Linked DNA regions of Bos taurus: region 2 is linked to region 1. Evidence: chromatin contacts called from public Hi-C data. All regions are on one chromosome and are shown on one strand. The core of a region is the stretch at or near the end of the contact, and the rest is flanking DNA. Distances in the headings are between cores, read along the strand shown. Region 1 holds the start of PPP3CC (protein phosphatase 3 catalytic subunit gamma). Region 2 holds the start of CCAR2 (cell cycle and apoptosis regulator 2).

Evidence for each region. A called contact is a pair of places that touch in the nucleus more often than the background predicts.
Region 2: a Hi-C map of an unstated tissue shows a contact between it and region 1, with 4 times the contacts expected there. The contact joins the promoter of CCAR2 here to the promoter of PPP3CC in region 1. A contact is called at or near these places in 2 of 11 Hi-C or Micro-C datasets (liver and an unstated tissue).

What each region holds. Positions count from the first base shown.
Region 1 is chr8:69,755,130-69,757,769 of ARS-UCD2.0, reverse strand. PPP3CC (protein phosphatase 3 catalytic subunit gamma) reads right to left here and starts at 1,352. Exons shown (of 13, transcript NM_001098076.2): 1 at 1,019-1,352. The coding sequence starts at 1,067.
Region 2 is chr8:69,907,039-69,909,678 of ARS-UCD2.0, reverse strand. It overlaps CCAR2 (cell cycle and apoptosis regulator 2), which reads right to left and starts at 1,319. Exons shown (of 21, transcript NM_001075298.3): 1 at 990-1,319; 2 at 592-687; 3 at 218-309. The coding sequence starts at 649.

The DNA.
Region 1 (2,640 bases), core at 103-2,602:
ATCATTTTTCTCCACTAAGAGAAAAATGTTTTTTCATCACCAATCTTGGTTTCTTTTCTCCATATAATTACCAAAATAAAAAAATAAAAGTATTTTAAGAGTTCTCCCCACTTACAACTAACCCCTTTATCTAGAGATCACTAACACACCTGGATCTTGGTATATTCCCTTCTTATAAAATAGTGCTTTCAAACCCAGTATTAAAACAGAGAGAAGAGTTGTACTTAAGTCTTACGTCTGAACAAAAGAAGCACATAAATTAGCGGTTATGCTTAAACCACTAATCTTAAGGGCAGAAACAACTACAACATAAGGAACACTTTAGTCGATGTTGGACACCTGAATCAGAGAATATCATTCTCCAAGTCTCTATGGCCAAAAAGAAAATAAAACGCCAACAATCATGTCAAGAGATCTGTAGATCCCTTTCAAATATCATAAAATGAATTTATTTGTATTTACTTCACTATATTCTTTCTTTTAGTAATAACAGTGACGTGATGATCTGGAGAAAGTGGGCTAAAAGGTACATGGTATTCATACTTAAAAAAGGTTGGGGAAGGGGCAAGAAATATCTGACCTTTCAGAAGAGGAGCGGCAGAAAGATCTGACTTGGAAGAGCCTTCTTAACACCCTGCCCACATCACCCTAGATGGCTTCCCCTCAGGTAAGAGACTAAAAAGATGGAGATCCAGACTCTTTAGGGGTTGATAGGATTAGAAACACCCACCCTGCCTGGAAATCCGACACTACTGGAGACAAACGAGCAATCCCCATCTAGCTACTGGTCCAGGTGCTACAGAAAACGCCCGGCGCCCCCGCCGGGCAGCCCCGGTGGGAATCCCCGCCTCCCGTCTCCCACACCCCCCTAGGTCCTCCTCCGGGATGGGCGCCGCCCGGGACCCCGCCGCCCCCCCGACTCCTGTCCTCGGCTCCTTCCCTCCCTCCGGCCCCGAGCCATCGCCCGGCCGAGGGCCGTTTCCCGCCGATCGACTGGAAGGCCTGGCCCGCTTGGCACCTTTGATGACGCGTTCGGTGGTGGAGAGGTGGAGGTTCCTCCCGGACATGATCCCCTCGGCCTCCTCCCGGTCCGGGGAGATCTCCAGACGTGCGCCCCCGCCTTCGCCTCCAGCGATCTCGGCTCCCCAGGGCCGGTCTACCGGCCGTGCCCCGGCCCCGCTTAATCAGGGCGGCCAAGGCACCAGAAGGAGGCGGCCGCAGCAGCCCGGCCTCGAATCCCACGGACACTATGCGGGCCCACTGACCGCTCCCTCCCGAGGCGCCGAGTCGGGAGCGCCCGCGACAGCAGATCGGGGAGGCTACGCGGGCAGCCGCGGCTGCGCGCGGCCGAGGCTCGTGCGCGCGCGCGCGCGCGCTGCCCCGACTCGGCACCTCCCCAACTTCCCTGCGGCGCGAGGGCCGCCGCCGCCGCGGTTAGCGCGCCGAGGCCTTGAGCTCCGCAAGTTTCCCCGGCAGCTCGGTCGCCTGACCTCCAGCCCCCGGGCAGTAGACAACCCCGGCTTTACCCTTCGCGCGGAGACCCCCGGACCCGCGCGGCTGCCCTCCGTACACGCGCCCTTCCTTCCTCTCCTCCAGCTTCCGAATGTCGGTCTTCCCCCTCTCCTCTGCCTGCCCTCCCCTCCAGCTCTGACTGCTTCTCAGCTGCCTGCGCCGCCCGGGCCTGGAGCACCTAACACCGGGCCCTGGTTCCCGCACCCAAAGGCCCAGCGGAACCGCGGCCATCTTGTGACCCGGCCCGAGCGTCCCGGCGGCTGTCTGGCGGAGCCGTGCGCATCCTGTCCGCCTGGGATCACCTTGCAGGGCGCCCTCGTCCTCCCAGACCTTCCCCACGGCGGGGCCTCCCTCCCTTTCCTCGGGGTCTCCCCTCCACTCTGTCTCTAGGAGTCGTTATCAGTTTGATCCAGCTCCTTCCCACAGCTTACCCTCCCCCCAGTTACCAAACCCATTTAAACCCCTGGTTTAAGTTGTCACATTTGTCGAGAGCACTTAGTATAGTGAGAACGATCGCGTGCATCCTAGTTCTAATCTAGTAGTGGGGGGTGGAGGGGGATGGTTTCCGAGTGGGTGGATAAGAGCCCCCCACCCCCACCCCACACACAACCTGTCAGGTCCCACAGCCTCCTAGCTTCCTTTCCACTTGCCAGAAAGGGGACCGCAGCCCCCTCCAAGGAACCCCTGGGCCAGACCTCCTCTGTGTAGGGAACCGACCTGGAAGTTCTGCGTGCCACCTACACAGCTGGAAGCAATCCTTCTTCCCCTTTGACACCCCGTCATTCTTACCATGGAAAACGATGGGCAAGTCTCCATAGAGTCTTAATAATCTGGCTCATCTCTAGGTTAAAAACTGACCTTTTCTCTCCTTGAATTGCAAGCCTAGTATAGAAACTGTCTTCTAGTATAGTGCCTGGCAAAGAAAAATATTTTGATTCTAGTCCTGATGGTGGAATGTTAAAACTGGGATCCAAGGAAGTATATGCAAATTACAGGGAAACCGATTTTAACAGTCACTGTGGTGGCCAGTGAGTAGTCATAAGTGGCTCTGTACATTTAAAGTAAATAAATATTTATTTCCTCAAGTGTACTAGCCACATTTGAAGCATTCAATAACTACCTGTGGCT
Region 2 (2,640 bases), core at 70-2,569, 150 kb before region 1:
CCAGTTCTTCCTTAACTCCAAAAAGCACCCTAGAGATTTCCCTAGAATCAAAACCAAAGACTCCCCAGTCAGAGAGTTCTAGTTACCTCTGGACTGGTTGACGATAGGAGTGTCAAGAAGGATGAACAATGTCATGTAAGAATGAAAGCATCGGACAACCATGCATGCTGAGGTCCTCCCAAGTGCTGAAACTCACTAGACGGGATGCCCAACTTACCTGAAGGTGCCTGGCATTTTGGGACAGGTCTGTGGCCACAGGAGGAGTGAGCAAACCAGGAGGAGGGCCCAGAAGGGATGTCGAAGCTGCGCCTGTTGGAAGAGAAGCAATCCAGGAATTGCACCTACCGTGGTAAGCACTAGAGTCAGCTAGAGAAGACAGGAAACCCAAAGGGTAAAGTGGATCCGTACAAGTCCCAACAGGGTTTTGCTGACAACCACTGTGGTCATCGACTAGCTTCCTAAGAAACATCAGCAGCAAACTGCACTCCACCAGGAAAACCCCTGGTGGATTTAAAGACTAACGTCTGTTAAAGACTAACTTCAAACCACATACTTCCCAATGTGGGGCCAGGTAGAGATAAAGGTGATCACCTGAGAAGTTGCGTCCCCCTGGAAGCGGGTTGATCCGCTGGCGCTTAAACTGTGACATTGGGAATGCTGTCCTCTTTCAGAGTCTTGGGAAAAAACCTTCAATCAGAAAAGAAATAAATTAACAATTCACAGGGAAGATTTTCCACCTACCCCCCAAAAAGGAACTAAGGATCTGAAGGAAAGTGGGGAAATGTATACTGAGAATGAACAGGGAAGACAGATGGAGAGAACAGGAAATGGACCAGGAAACAGAGAAATTACAATGCTTCAGTTTCTCTCACAATAACCTAGTGATGGGTAATACTGTTATACTCTTTCAAACAAAAGGAAACCGAAGCTCGGAGGGACTGAGACTTGCCCGAGGCACAGAACCAGGTACGTAAAAAACTAGGACTCACACCCAGGTCTCCCGACAACTCAGCGCTCCTCTCACTATGCCACGCCACCCTCAGATGGTTGGGGAGAGTGAAGGGTTGGAAAGAGCCCTGGTGACATTCATTCATTCAAATACATCCGCCAAAAAGCTCCACGCAAGGCCCGGAAAAATGGAGGAGGCTGGTGCCGGAGAGGAGATGGTGTAGGCCCTCTCCCCGGAAGCCCGGCCCGTTGTTCCCCGGACGGGCTGGTGAGAAGACAGCTCCGCGGCCAGGCGAACGCAAATCCGGCTGCGCGCCCGCCCTCCTGCTCCCCCGCTCCCCGTGCCTCGGCTCCCGTCTCAGCGGCCACCAGAGCCGGATCTCCCGGGCCGGGCCGCGGCCAGGCCGCCGTGGGAGGACGAAGGCGCGCGGTTTCTCCTCCTCCCGCCCGCCCCCAGGGCCGAGGCCGTTGCCAGGGAGACGAGACTTGCAGTCCGGAGAGGGGCTCGGCCCCTTCCGCGCCCAGTGCATCTTCGCGGCTTGGCTCTCGCAGCCCCTCGGCCGGGGGAGGGGCAAGGAGGCAGAGGGGCGGCGGAAGGCCCCCCCAACCCACCTGCGGGCCAGGGCCGCGACACCGGGGGGACAAAGACACCCGGAACCACCAGAGCCGCTGCTGCCGCCGCCACCGGAAGCGTCTCTCCGGAAGCACGACCACTGGTCGGAAGCTGCCACTCTCCCGGATATAGTCCCTCCCTCCTCTCCACCGACCTCTCCCTTCCCCCACACCGGCCTGCCATCCCGCTCCAACTGCTGAGCGGAAGTGCGCCTTCCCCGATCGGATATGCGTTAGGAAGCCGCGCGTCGGTGGTGTCCGCGCTTACGTGTCCCATGAGAAAAGCAGACTTCAGAGAACTGGTTCCTGGTCCAAAGACACATGGAGCTGGACCCTCAAACATAAAGCAGCACCTATGCTTCATTCTGGCGGACCCCCAAGCCGGCAGCAGCAAGAGAACCAGCTGACTGGAGGAGGAGGATGCATGATCAGTGCCCGTTTCTATAGAGACATCCTTGTGTCTGACTCAACCAATGACCCCATCTCTAGCCCTACCCTTTGTTGAGGGCAGCCCCCACTTGTACCTCCCATCTTCTGGGTGCCTGCAGGAGACTAAACTTTACCCCCTTCTCAGTTAACAGAGCTTGGAACCTAAAAGGTGTGAAATGGAATAGTTCCTCCCATATTGGTGTCCTGACTATGGTGACTATGTCCTCCTCCCATAGAAAATATTTTCCTCCATTTCCTCCCTCAGAAAAATACTTTTCTGAGCCCAGGTAGAATAATACCAGCTATCTGGCAGCCATCATCCACTTAGCCACTTCCCTGGTAAATGCTGAGGAGCTTGGGGCAGGGGGCAGGTGTGTGCAAGAAAAAGCAAGAGGCAGCCACCCACCACATCCCCCATTCCCTAAGTTGAAAGAGGAATTAAAGATGTGAAAGATCATGCAGTAGGATTTAGCCCCGCTAGCTGAGATGCATATGAAAGGAATGAATTCAGGGAGCCCAGACGATCGCAGCTTCCCATACTTAGAAGACTGCTAAATTTCTTGATTTGAGATATTTGGTTTTCCTTAATTAACAATAAACTTTTGTTCAGAGCCCCATCCCCTGCTGCAAACTTCTATATAACCTGACTCC